Linked DNA regions of Mus musculus: region 2 is linked to region 1. A link is a contact called in public HiChIP or PLAC-seq data. All regions are on one chromosome and are shown on one strand. Each heading gives the region's core, a stretch centred on a gene start, on an enhancer-like site or on the middle of the called end of the contact. The rest is flanking DNA. Distances are from core to core; before and after follow the strand shown. Region 1 holds the start of Mxi1 (MAX interactor 1, dimerization protein). Region 2 holds the start of Tcf7l2 (transcription factor 7 like 2, T cell specific, HMG box).

What was found. HiChIP or PLAC-seq counts read pairs in DNA pulled down with a chosen protein or histone mark.
Region 2: a contact with region 1 is called in an H3K4me3 HiChIP or PLAC-seq map of embryonic stem cells, with 7 read pairs. The contact joins the promoter of Tcf7l2 here to the promoter of Mxi1 in region 1. A contact is called at or near these places in 1 of 39 promoter capture datasets (pre-B cells), 1 of 115 datasets of contacts at active chromatin or transcription factors (embryonic stem cells) and 1 of 9 other capture datasets (embryonic stem cells).

The regions. Positions count from the first base shown.
Region 1 is chr19:53,308,468-53,315,377 of GRCm38.p6, reverse strand. It overlaps Mxi1 (MAX interactor 1, dimerization protein), which reads right to left and starts at 4,872. Exons shown (of 6, transcript NM_001008542.3): 1 at 4,405-4,872. The coding sequence starts at 4,678. Gm30541 (a long non-coding RNA gene) reads left to right here. Exons shown (of 3, transcript XR_003952895.1): 2 at 1-2,306.
Region 2 is chr19:55,736,600-55,743,697 of GRCm38.p6, reverse strand. Tcf7l2 (transcription factor 7 like 2, T cell specific, HMG box) reads right to left here and starts at 1,888. Exons shown (of 15, transcript NM_001331146.1): 1 at 1,168-1,888; 2 at 856-922; 3 at 501-625. The coding sequence starts at 1,356. Gm31734 (predicted gene, 31734) reads left to right here and starts at 495. Exons shown (of 3, transcript NR_168128.1): 1 at 495-536; 2 at 1,106-1,489; 3 at 3,008-4,093.

The DNA of each region.
Region 1 (6,910 bases), core at 3,623-6,122:
CAGAGGAGGTTAAGTCAGGAAGGCAGGGTGGGGCCAAATGACACCACGCAGCAGCAACTTCCAGCACCAGCTTCCTACACCAACAGGAAGAAGCTGTTTCAGGGCCTACCCATTCCCCTAGGAACACACCCTACCTCCAACCCAGGCAGTCTACACCAGAAAGTAAACTGTGGCTTCTATCCCCACCTTGTCACTTTCCCTGTCTGATGCCACCTCCAAAGACCTGCCCCAAATGCTGAAAGCCATCTTTCCCCTCTAGACCTTAACTTTTTCCACTCTGAGGGGGCTTACTTGTTTTTAGGACTTAAATGTGCATGTTATGTGTACATCTGTAGAAAGCCCCGTGGAGGCCGGAGGTCCTTGAAGCTTGAGTTACAGGTGGCTGTGAGATACCCAACGTGGGTACTGAGAACGCAACTCAGGCCCTTCTGTAAGAAGAGCGTGCACTCTTAACCGCGAAGACATGCATATAGGTGATGATGTCACAGGCTATTTCCAAGTCTGTGATAACAGGGCCACTGCCTACATGATAAATACTTCTGGAAGCTTTTGAGATCCACAGATTCACACCAGGTGACATTTCGGGAGACTGTACCTATATTACCCTCAGGAATTTCTTCCCTCGGATGTACTACAGGGTCAACACTGAGTATTTGAACTCCTCCCTCACGAAAAATCACCCCATCTAATGGAAATAATTCATCACTGCGGCCAAAACTTGGTGAACACTCCCAGTACGGAAACCTCAAAGAGGCAATAAAAAGGAGTTCTGGCTGCAGTGGAAAATAAGCCAAGCTCCGGCCAAGTTGAGTACTTTGCAAACACTGAAAACCAAACGTGTGAACGCGTGACCAGACGCTACCGACGCACCTCAAAACACAGCTCAGCGAACCCGAAATGGAGTCGAAAGGGCAGGCACTTGTCTAAGAGAAGAGAGCCCCTTTAAGAAAAGACTGGACCAGCTGGCTGCACTACAGCGCCTAGTGATTTCCTGGCTCACGTCCTGGCTCCGCCCCCCAGCCTCGGGCCTCAGCAACGCGTGACGTCACGAGAGGCGGATGCTGCCGATTGGCTGGACGATACAGCTAGGTCAAGTCCAGTCGGAGGAAAGAAGTTTGTCTCCATGTGGAAACCATGTGTCTAGCGCTGGGAGGGGGAGGAGGAGGAGGCGGAGAAACTGAGATCAAGTGATTACAGGGGAACTCGCTGAAATGAAGGCGGGGAGGTTGTGCACCTGAATCAGCCAGCCATACCCTTTGCAGTAGTGACCTAAAATAAAAAAAATAAAAAAAGACTCGCACAACAAAAACAACAACAACAAAACCTTGGACACCCACCCCCATCATAATAACTACAAAGCATAGGTGGGGAGGAGGGTTTTTACTTCCTCCAAAAAGCCTGGGGCAGGGAAATGCTGGAATCCTATCGGAACGCCCAGATCTAACCACCCCCCAACAACTGAATGATGTAAGCGTTTCGGAAAGCAGAGCTCTGGAGCAAAACAAGCCCCGCGCGCGCGGAGCGACCCGCAGTGCCCGAGCCCGGCGCACGCACGACCCGCCCCCCGACTCGCGTTATTGCTGTGCACACGCGGACCGCCGTGACGCGCGGGCATTGTGTGCAGCGAGCAGAAAACAACGGCGAGCGCCCGCTGCGCGGAGAAGCGCCCCCAATAAAGCAAGACAGATGTAGGGCCCGGCGTTTGCCGTACTGGGGGGACCCAGTCCGCTCGAGGGAGGAAGAGCGTGGGGGGCGAATAAAGTGGCCAGAGTGAGCCGCTTCTGTTAGCAAGGGTGGACAATCTGGGGGTCCGACGAGTGGTCTCCTGGAGTTTGCGGGAGGGTCACCCTCGCCTGCGTGAGCTGTCGCGGAGGGAGCGAGGGCCTGCAGCCGAATCGCTGCAGCCGAGCCAGGCACGGCGCAGCGCCCCACGCTCTCGGGGAAATCTGGGGGCTGTTGGCATCACGTCATTTCGAGCCAAACAGCAGCGGCGAAAAGACGCGAGAGTGCTAAAAATACTCCCGCGGGGAGCCGGTCGGAGGAGGGGGGCTGCGGGCCGAGGGGCTGATTACGCACATGAAGTTGACTTTGACTGGGGTGCAGAGGCTCTCGAGCCCCTCTCCATGGCCGGCCGTCTTGCAGAGAGGACACCCAGGGAGAGGGTCCGAGAGGAAGCCCCTTAACTGCACCGGCCTCTGGAACCTTGGCTCGGCCACCACGGGCCCGCCCCGCGCGGGGCAGCCCAGCCGGGCGCGCCCGGCTCTCTGCTTACGTGACTAGTGGCCACGCCGGAGCCCCGACACGGGGTAAACAAGGAGGTGGAGGCGGCCAGGGCGCGGGGGGGGGGGTATGTGGGGGGTAGGTCTCCGATTGTCTGCGGGTATGAAGTGTGTGTGTGTGGGGGGGGAAACACGAGAGGCTAGGGAATCTCTGGCTACCTCCTTAATATTCCTCGTTGCGGGGGTGGGGGTGGGGGATGAGGTTCGCTGAATATTGCCAAGGTGCCCTCTTTGGGTGCACCCCCCCCCCCGGGTCGGAGTCGGCGCCACGGGACAGACTCCAGCGACAGAGGGGATCCGGGAGGGGGACGACTACAGAAATCGCGCCCCTCCCCCTGCAACAAAAGCAAACACACCAAACAAAACCACCTCTTCACCCAGCTCCCTACTAGCTGGGCTTTTCAGAAACTATTCTCCAGACGAGTGCACCCCCTCCACACACACACACACACACACACCCGGGTGAATAATCGCTCAGCGACTCGGCTACACAGCCTGACGGCGATGTGCCTCTGGCAAGCCAGGCAGGCACTCGGAGCAAAGAGGCGACAGAGAAAGAAAAGATCGCACCACAGACCTCCCAACAGAAATCCTTGTTTTGGTCCTACCCCGTCCCCACAAATTGCGCTGGCGATACTCGGTTACTTTAACCCTAAAGGCCCGGGTGTATTTGGGGAAGGTGTTTTTGTGTTTTGAGGGCTGGCGTGTGTGTGTGTGTGTGTGTGTGTGTGTGTGTGTGTGTGTGTGTGTGTTGGGGGGGGGGGTCTTGCAAGACCTGACACGTTGCAATCGGGTCTCTCTCCCATTGATCTCCTACTTGTTCTGACAGATTACACATCTCGTTTTTCTCTTCTCCGTGAGTCTTTCTCTCCCTTGGCCCGATCTTCCTTCTCACAGCTATTATTCTGATGGTGCTGGAGACGCAGCACACGCTTGCCCCCGTTAGGGTGCTGCTGAGTCGAATGCCTGGCGAGAGCTGGGGGTTCCAATGGGCAGGGACAAAAATGAAACAAATACAGAGAGGAAGCCCAGGCCCGGGTGGGGTTCCTAGCATCGGTCTCCACCTGGGGGGGAGTGCGGGGGGGGTGGGGGTGGACGGAACCCTGTAAGGCGTTTGCCTTGCTCGTCCTGTGCGTCTCTGAAAATAAAGAAAATGGACACAACCGCCCACACCTTTTCCCCCAACTATTGTTTCTGCGGAATCCTAAAGTTTGCTTTTAGCCACGTCCCCCTCGCCAAGTCCCCCCCTCCCTACCCCAGCGCGCGCAGGACCGCAGGTCCAGGGAGGGCTGCCGGCGCTGCCTGGTTCCTCTGGCCTGTTTCTTTGAGGGGACCAGAGGCCGTGGCATCCCAGAGGCAAGGAGGCACAGGGGAACTGTGTCTGTGGACACGATGGCCTGAGCCTAGTCCTGCTGTGGAAGGAAGGAGAAACGAAGTAGGCAGGAAGAAGAGCCGGAGTCCACGGCGCGGAGAGCTGTTCGGTGGTGGCGGTTGTTATTGTTGTAATGTGTGTCTGTGTTTTCTTTCTGGAAGCCCTGAGCTCTGCAAACGGTTTCCAACTTTCAGCTTCTCATCCCCACCCAACCCTGGAACGAGCGACAAAAACAGAAACAAAACAAAACAAAAAAATAAAAACAAAACAAAACAAAAAAAAAAAAACCAAAACCATAAGCCAAACCAAAACACTTGTCTGCCGGAGTAGGCTCCGGAAAGAAAAAGGAGGAAAAAAAAAAAAAAAAGGGAAGAAAGGCGACCTCGGAGAGACGAGCTCGCAGCCTCTCAGCCCAGTTGTCAGCAAACAACAACACTCCCCCACTCCTCGGCCAGGCCGTCCTCCGGGCCTGCTGGAGACCGACAGACCAAGGCACCGACAGGCTCCCTCTCCCCTTCGCTGTCTTTGTTACATCTTTAGCAGCTTTGTGCGTGCGTGCGTGTCCTTTCTCCGGTGTCATCGGCTTTACTGCCGAGGGTACGTGTGTGTGTGTGTGTGTGTGTGTGTGTGTGTGTGTGTGTGTGTGTTTGTTGCGGGGGGGCGGCGGCGAACCGAGTAAGCGACAGGGGTCGCACAAGGGGGTGAGAAAGAAAGAGCTGGACGCAGGCGAGCAGTCGGGGCCCCCAAACTTACTTTTGTTTTCTTTCTCGATCTGCTCCAGGTAGCTGGCTGCCTCGAGCAGAATCTGCACGTTCTGCAGAAAAGTGTTGATGTGCTTCTCCATCGAGTTCTCGCTGGTGTTGAAAATGTCCGAGAAGGGGCACCGGGGCTTGGCCCCCGCCGGCTCCTCCGGCTGCGCCGGGGGCTGGGGCGCGGCCGCGGCCGGGGGCATGGCCGGGGGCGCGACGGGGACCAGCCCCGCGCCCTCGCAGCGCGCCTCCTTGCGCGGCCGCCCGCGTTTGCCCATGGAGGCACGGGGGTCCGCGGAGCTGCTCCTTGTCCGGGGCTGCGCGGCCGGCCGAGCTGCAGGGCCTCTGGGAGACCCGGCCTGCTGGAGTCACCGAGGCACCGGGGCAAGGAGCCGGCCTGACTGACTTCCCGAGCCTCGCTGCGTGCGGTTGTGAGTGTGAGTGTGTGTCGCTCTCGCTGTGTGGGTCTGTGTGTATGGGAGATTGAATGAACCTACAGGACGGACGGAGGCGCTGTGGCGCCTGGGTCCTAGTGCGAGCCCGATGCCATCTGACCGGTCAAAATAAATGGTGGCGGCTAGGGAGGCAGGGCCCGCCCCCTGCCTATCCAGCACCCTTCCCCGCCTCTCCGCAAATCCTAGCTGCGTAGACAGCACTGTGCTTTAATAAGAATGGGAAAAAAAAAAAAAAAAACCCTCGGATGTCTCTAGGTGGACCTGGATAAAAACAATTTTTCTTTACAGAAAAATAAATTCAGCACAATGCCTGGCACATAGGAGGTCCCCAATAAATGATAGCTGCTAGGCATTTTTTAAAAAAATAAAAAAGACCTTATTTCAAAATCAAACAATAAAAGCCCAATTCTGACGGGAAGAATAGAAACATCACATGTAACTAGAAACTCCTCCCAACACAAACATTTTACACATGACCCCTCACACGCTCGAACACACACACACACACACACACACACACACCTGTGTGTACCTTCACACAAGCAGAGGAAGTCTCCAGGCTACCCTGTCCGGGTTCAGATTTACCGACTCCTTTGCAACCCTTCAAATGCAAAGTTATTTTCCAGGAAGCGGGAGGAGATGTGAGCATCTCTCCACACTCACTCAGTCCAGCTGTGCAAAGCTCACAGCAGGGCGTCACTACAACTGCCTGCCCTTTCACTTGACAGAGTGCCCCCTAGATAGAAGTGGCAACCTAGGAACCTCTTCTTCCCTCCTTCCCTCACTCCCCACTCCCACACCTGGAGTCTTTATCCCCTACTCCCTCCAACAGTTTCACTGCTGCCACTGGGAGCCACCAGGCCTGCCTGACCAGAGTGTGGGAGACACCTGGATAGCCTGGTAAAGAAGGCTTGGAGTTCTCGGCCTACTCAAGCAGACTGAACAAATCAAATCCTCTAACCCTTCCTGGTCAAAATTTGCACATCCCTGAAACCTCTGAGAAGATGCTTTCGTGAACTAAGTCAAAACTACACCTAGAACATCTTGGGCACATACTAAGAATTTTTGTTTTGTTTTGTTCCTGAAGATCAAAGCTTTGTGCCTGCTGGGCAAGTGTTCTCACACTGGGCTACAATGGCAGCCCCTCTGTGAGAACTTTCTCAGTTGGAACCTAGGTCCCCTTTGCTGCTGTAACTTGAATCTAAGTCAGAATGAATGAGGTAAACAAGACTTTTCTGCACTTCACTGGAAAACAGTTCTAAAAGGAATCTACCCAGACTGACCTCGTAAGGGGACCTGGACTTGTGCTGCCCCCTGTCCTCACCAGCCCAGAGACACTTCCCTATACTTTTGTCACAAAGACTGAAAATGGAAACTTTGTTAACAAAGAATATTTTCTTTGCAAAATGCTCTTTAACATTTACAGCTCATGTGTATACCCCCCACTCCCCCCCCCACACACACATAGACCTGCAAGAAGGCCTTTGTGTGCTTTCAAAAATATTATAAAACTAGGCTGTGAATATAACAGAGTGGTAGGGCAGCTTACCTGCCCAGCGTGCACAAAGCCCTGAGTTCATCCCAGGAACACATGCACACGTTTAAACATAAATAGGGGAAGAGGTAGCTCAGAGGCTAAGGGCACTGGTTGTTCTTCCAGAGGACCCAGCTTCAATTCCCAGCTCACAACCGTCTGTAACTGAAGTTCCAGGGGACCAGACACCCCTTTCTAACCTCTGCAGACACTAGGCACATGTGGTGTAAAGACAGACATGCATGCAGGCAAAACACCCAAATAGATTTTTAAAAGTTCATAAATAAATTAAAAATATAGGCCATGGGCTAGAGAGATAGCCCAGCAGCTCAGAGCACTTGCTGTTCTTGCAAAAGGCCCACGTTCAGCTTAGCATCCTCATCAGACAACTCATGTAACTTCAGTTTCAAGGGATCCAACACTGCCTCCATAGGCACTGGCACACATATGGTGGACACATATACATTCAACTACACATTCAACATATACATAAAATGAAATAAATCTTTTAAAAAGATATA
Region 2 (7,098 bases), core at 639-3,138, 2.4 Mb before region 1:
CGGTGGCTCCTGGAGCCAAAGGCACCGGGAACCCGCGCGGCCCAGCCGGGCCTCCCAGCCAGCAGCTAAGGGGTTAACCTGGGGAAAGCCCAAGACGCACAGAAGAGGGAAGGAAGAGAGGGAGAAGAAAGAGCCACACAGTCCTCTTCCCAGGGACAAGAAACAAACACCACCAGCAAGAGGGGGGAGGGGGAAATCAGAGCTCAAAAAAAAAAAAAATGAAAAAAGAAAAGAGAAAGAAAAATTAAAAGTTCAGATTGGCACCCCAACAGAGCCCTGCCTGAGGAAAAAAAAAAAAAGGCTCCCCGAATCGTGAGGCAAGCACAAGAAAAGCCAGAACATGGCGAAGCGCAAACAAACCCAGTCCACAAAAGGCAGAGAAAAAGTTTGGAGAGTTCGGGCCGCGAGGGGGGGAGGGGAGGGGGGAGGGGCGGGGCGGGGGAGGGGCAGGGCATGCGGGGCCGGCAGGCGGGCAGGGCGGGGAGCGCGGTGGCACTTACGGTTCGGGCGGTGGGCGAGAGCGATCCGTTGGGGAGGTAGGGGCTCGTCAGGTCGGGGATCATGATGAAGGGGTAGCCGGGATACGGTGGCCCCTTAAAGAGCCCTCCATCTTGCCTCTTGGCCGCTAACATGGCGGGGCGGCGGAGGGGACGGCGGCGGCCGCGCGGCGCGGGAGAGAGCGGGAGAAACTTTTTAGCAAGTGTCCCCCCGAGGGCCCGCGCGCGTCCCCGGGGCCCGGCCGGCGCGGGAACTCGGGTAGGGTGGGTGGGGAGTGGGGCGAGGGCACCCGCCAGGCCGACCCCGGGGAGGGGGAACGCAACCGCGCGGTTTTGGGGGCGCGCGGGGCGCACTCACCTTCTTCCAAACTTTCCCGGGATTTATCTCGGAAACTTTCGGAGCGAGGCGGAGGCCGTCTTTCCGCCTTCCCGGAGGGGCGAGGTGGGGAGGGCGAGGGGCGATAGCCGCGCCGAGGGGGTGCGGGAAGGGAGGGTCGGCGGAGAAAGGGGTGCAGAAAAACACGGTTACAAGTTTTCGCAGCCAGCAGCCCGGGCCACCGTCCGCGCCGCCCGCAAGCCCGACCCGCCTCGCCTCGCTCGCCTTCCAGCCCCGCTCTCCCGGCCCTGGAACCGGCTGGAGCCACCCGCCAGCCCGAGGGGCTCTTCCTACCTCGGAATCGGAGGAGCTGTTTTGATTCGTCTCTGATTCATTGACCAGCGAGGACTTGACATCGGCTAAATCCCTTTCCGCCGAGGAGTTTTCCGAGTTCTTCTCCTCCTGCTCGCCTTCGTCTTTGAAGGAGATCAGCTCGTCGTTAGCGCCTAGGTCATCTCCTCCACCGCCGTTCAGCTGCGGCATTTTTCACCCACCAGCAGCAGCAATTTTGGAAGAAAAATGAAGGAGGAAAAAAAGCAAAAAAAAAAAAAAAAAAAAAAAAAAAGTTTTGCGAGTCCCCCCCAAAAAAATACTGCAAGAAAAAGACGAGTCCAAGGTTAACTTTTTTTTTTCCTGCTTTGGGGTCTTTCTCTCCTGGGGAGGGGAAAAGAGGGAGGAGGGGAGGGGAAGGGGGGAGATCTTCTGCACGCGTGAGTTTGGGTTTCTTTTTTTCTCTCGTTCCCAAGGATCCGATCAATGTGCAAAAAAAAAAAATAATAATAAATAAAAAAGGGGGTAAAAAAAACAACAACAACAACAAGAAGAAGTCAGATATAAGAGCAAAGGGGGGGGAAGCCGAAGACACCGAAGGATCTCGTGCCGCTCGGATTTGAGTGAGTTGAAGTTAGACTGAGCTTTTCAGTTCAAAGGCGGCGCTGATTGACAGATAGAAAAAGGGGGATCGAAATCCGGAGGAACGGAGTAGTCTGGGAGCGGAGATTATTGACAGGGCGAGAGGAACACACTCGCCTTAATGAGATGCCAGGGGGCGGGGCCTCCCCGGTGACGTGTGCATAAATAAACAGCCGGGGTGGGCGGGGCGGGGGCGGCCAACAATGATCCTTTGGGCGCCGGGAGAGGGAGCGGGGCGGGCCGGGGCCGCGGGAGGCGCGCGGGGTGCGGCCTGTGCTCAGCGTGCGAGCCGGGCGCCCGGACGGTGCGGGCCTCGCTCCTGGAGGGGGCGGGTTCCGAAAGACAATGCGGACCGGGAGAGGAGGGGAAGGGGGTGGCAACCCAGTCCGGAATCTGAGCCGGGGAAGGCGGAAGGAAAGCCCACTTGGGGGGCGGGGATGGGGAGAGGCCCAGAAAAAGTGTTAGCCAAGAAGTCCTGAAGATGGGGTCCAGGAGGGGAGGACTATGGGACACAAGGACGGGGTGCTCAGTGGTTAAGTCCCCGATGAAGTCGGCCGCACTGGGGCGGGAAAAGACACGACTGGTCCAAAAGAAGGCTTACCTCTCTTGCTCTGAGAGAACCAGGGGAAGCAGAGAGGCTGGGCCATCTACAGGGAGGGTAAGGCTCCCCTCCCTTGGCTTGTTTAATGACAGTGAATCATGTCATTCAATGTAAAGTCCCACTAGGTTAAATATGCCAAGAAGGCGTTTTATCCAAGAAAACAAATTGTCTGGGGTATTAAAAATATCCTTAAGGAAAATGTAAAGGTTTTTTTTTTATTTTTTTAACTGACGTTGGAAGTAGGAAGTGATGTAGGATCCAAGTCCTTTGGAGGTGAAATGTTTGGGCGTTAACAGCTGCAGGGAAAAATAAAAGTGAAAGTTCACCAAGCCCTGGGGATGAGTAGAGCTGGAGTTTTTCTCCAAAGGGGACTGAGATGAAATGCCCTAAGGCTCTAGATGCTGAGGGCCCTGACAGGAGAAAGTCACCAAAGCTGGCCCAGAAGCCCTTGGGAAGAGGTGGGCAGCCTGGGAGTTGAGATGGGTGTTTGTTGGTTATTAGGCTCCAGTGAGGGCAAACCGATTTGCTATGAGGTGGTGGAGAAAATTATGTTAAAGGAGAAAGGTGGATCCCCAAACCGTGTTTCTGTCTGGTAGACTCAGAAGAGCCTTTCCCTTGCAGATAACCAATGAGAAGTGGACTGGGACGTCCAACGGGCAAGAGGAAGCAAAGAAAAAAGAAATCAGAAAGAATGAGTCAGTGGGGACTGGCAACTGCCATTAGGTGTGATGTTATCCTGAGGTCCACCACGTATTAAATTAACCCACCCTCCCCTTTAATAAGCTCATCTGTTGTAGATTTCCAAAAGTAACCAATTTACTGTGTAATATTTAGAGAATTTGGGGTTTCAACAAAACTGTTCTACAGGCTAAGGCCTCAGAAAGAAGACAACGGAAAACAACGATCCTGAGATTCACAAGGCTAACGAATTCCCCTGCACTGGGAAAAAAAAAAATCCCAAGCACATTTGCACACTAAAGGGAAAGATGCAGACAAAATAAGGATGGGGTGGGCGAGGCGGGTGAGAATCACAGTCCCACCTCCCAACTTTCATATTCATCAGAAAACCAGAAGTGGAGGGAGAGAGAAAGAGCCTGGAAAAAAAAAAAAAAGCAAAACAAATGTGTACATTTCATCGGACGGCTTGCATGGGACACAAAGCAGAGGGCTAATTAGTCTCAGCAGGTAGGACTAACCTTCAGACTTCATAAATAAATAAGACAGCGCAGTATCTAAGAGGGAGAGCAGAGACAGAAAGGGGAATATTTCAAGACACCAAGTAAAAACACGAAGCATGAAATGCAGCCCAGTCTTGAATCAGTGCACAAACGACTGAGCTGTCCCCTTCCTGGGCCTCCCCTGGATGCCTTTAGATTACTACACATCTAGCCCGACATCTAGCTGTTTAGCTAGGTATGTAATCAAGCTGGCAGCTTTACACACTTGCTAATTGCCACCTGAATACATCTTGTACCCAAGCTGGTCTCTGCACAATATAGACTATGCCAAGGCCTGTTTCAGGGGCTTGTTGACATAAATGAGAGCCCTTTCATAGTAACTGTTTTATAACCAATTCTTTGTCCTGCAGGATGGGTTTGGATTCTGTTTGTATTTTACTTTAACCCTGATCTTCATCAAGTTGAATAATAGGGTCTTCTGTGTTCCTTAGGGGTCTGGTTGTGCAATAAAAACTTATGAATATACTAAGTCAAAACTGTTAAAGCATCGCTCTTATGAGCATACTGCGTTTTATCACGTGCAAACAGGATGCTAAGGGCTCTTGTTAGTGACCAATGCCATCATCTAGTTTGACATAGCCTTATTTTCTCATTCAAAGGGAACCTTTGAATCTTCCCTTAAATCTCCCAACTTAATTAAGCAACTAAAAGTTATTCCTTGACAGCCTATAGGCCACATTTAATTTCATTGTTTGGTGCTATAAAAAAGGCCTGGGGAGAGAAAGCAGAAAGTTCTCACTGACTTCTTAGTCCCTGTTGTGGCCTGTGGTGGTATCCAGATGGGTAGGGAAAGAGGAGAGAGCAAGGAATGCCACTGCAGGAAGCAAGATAAATGTGATGTGATGTGATGTGATGTGATGTGATGTGATGTGATGTGATGTGATGTGATGTGATGTGATGTGATGTGATGTGATGTGATGTGATATGATATGATATGATATATGCACAACAAAAAGCCAGATTGGCCGGGCGTGGTGGCACACGCCTTTAATCCCAGCACTCGGGAGGCAGAGGCAGGCGGATTTCTGAGTTCAAGGCCAGCCTGGTCTACAAAGTGAGTCCAGGACAGCCAGGACTGCACAGAGAAACCCTGTCTCAAAAAAAAAAAAAAAAAAAAAAAAGCCAGATTGGCCCACCATGTAGACCTGCAGTTTATAGATTTGGCAAGACCTCTTTAAATACCAGCCGACTCATGTCCAAGTGTTCAAGTTCCTTCTCTTTATGCCCTGATGACTCTTAATTTAAATGACTGAATTCTGACCAAATAACAAAGATACTAAAGATGCAAGAGAGACGGCCAGACTGGTCCTGATGTTGGCTTGGACCTTGCAAGGTATTTGGACATCCTTGTCTTTGCATGTGGGAATGGGCAAAATGGATGGAAAGGCTGCTCTCTCATCTCTTGGAGCCCCTTCCTGGGCCGTTCCAGGCTGTCCTGCAGCCTCACTCTCTCCTCTCTACCCCTGCTCCTGGCTTCTTGGCATTGCCTATGGACTCTCTTCCATTGACTTTCTTATAGTGGGTTTGTGTTAATGATGGCAATCTATACATTGGCTAAGCTAGCCAGCCATGACTCGAGTCTGTGATCTTAGCCCTCAGGAAGCAGAAGCCTGTTGTACAGAGTGAATGATGGAACAGCCAGGTTTGCAAAGGAAGAACGTCTACACAAATAAGTACATAGGTTGCCTGGCAGTGGGGTGTGGTTCCTAACTAACTGTGAGTGTGGAAAGATGGCTGCTGGTATGTCAATCACCCTCTAGGCACTGGGAAGTGGTGGGGGTGTGGTCACTAAAATACAGGAACTGTAATAGTAGGTTGACTATAAGCCAAGTAACCTATGGCCTCTGTCCTGAACCACCTGGGGGGAGGGAGGGATATGTGGATATTTTCTGGGTGTGCTTTTTAATATTCAGAATAGCCCATAGGTCTATAGTTTTCTCCAACACTGGAGTCATTCCCAAAGATTCACAGCACCCCAACAAAGAAGATAAGCCATGCTAAGAGGCCGACTTTGCCTTTGGGAATACAAAAATATTCCCAGGCTTACATCTTCTGGAAGCAGGGACCCCATGATGGCGGCAACACTCAGCTCTTCCAATCCTAGGCAAGAGTCTATTCAAGTACACTTGATGGGTAGTTGGGTGGATGAGACATTCACAAGACATGCGCACGGACATTTGTGTGTAGGCATGTGAGTTTGTATGTGTGCACGTGCACTTTTGTATATGCATTTGTGTGCATGTGCCTGTATGCACACGCGCGCGCGCACGCATATATGTGTTTGCTTTTGTTTCTGTTCTTGTGTGATCTGTCGACCACTGAGTTAGACTTATCTTAGCAGGGAGTATGCTGACTGAGGGAAGGGGAAAAAGCATCTGAAAACACAAGAAAGCTATAAAACGGGGGAATGTTTAAAAGCCAAAGTCCTAATTCCACTGAGAGATTTTTCTGTTTGTTTTCTGTCCTGTGTGTGATGAGCATTCGTTTGGATGTTCAGGGGAAAAGAAAGCCCCTCCCTTAGCCAACACAAGAATAGACACCTGGGCTTGGGTGTAGCTCAGTTGGTTGAATGCTTGCCTAGCACACAGGGAGACCTAGGTTTGACCCTTGTCACTGCATCAATCAGAAGTAGAGGTTCATGCCTGTAATCCCAATGTTCAGGAGTATGGGGGGCGGTGAAAGACCCAAAGTTCCAAGGTCGTGTTGTGCTAAACAGTGAGTTGAGATCAGTCTGAGATACATGAAACCTTACCTATAAGAGAGAGAGAGAGACAGACAGGCAGACAGATAGAAGGTAGGTGGGTGGATGGGTAGTTGGGTGGATAGATGATAGAATAGATTAGCCAAGCCTGACAGCCTGAGTTCAAACTCCAGAACCTACAGGTTACATGGAGAAACCAACTCCTATGAGCTGGCCTCTGACTTCCACACATGCATCATGTCACAAGAGTACCAGCACACACACACCCACACACACAAATGTTTAAAGAAACTTCAAAGACACCCAGGGGTTTTCAGCCCTGACAGGAGGAATTGCAAGCAGGACAGCAGACAGGTGAACTCTCTGCTCCAGGTCTTCATGGTTCCACTTGGAGCTGCAGAAAGTCCTGTGCCCTGGCTTGTCTTCTACCCCTCTCTAGAGCACTTGACCTCATCACCATGCTTCAGCTAAAAACCCTTTAAGTTAATAAAGGGGTGACAGTGTCCATGATCTAGGGGTTGGTGGGGACGCATACACTTGTTAGGGGTTGTATCACCCACATTCATAAGCCGATCATGATGGCTATAGACACCTGTGAGGAGAGAAGCTTCCAAAAGATGCCAGTGCTCTGAGAAGAGACGCCTTTTATCGACAAGAAGTCTTTTAACCCTAACAGTAATAGAGTAAGGCCAATAAATGAAACATTTACTGCATAACTTGCTTTATTTTGGGGTGGCGTATGATTCCTTTCTTGCCGTCGCTACAAGACGCCT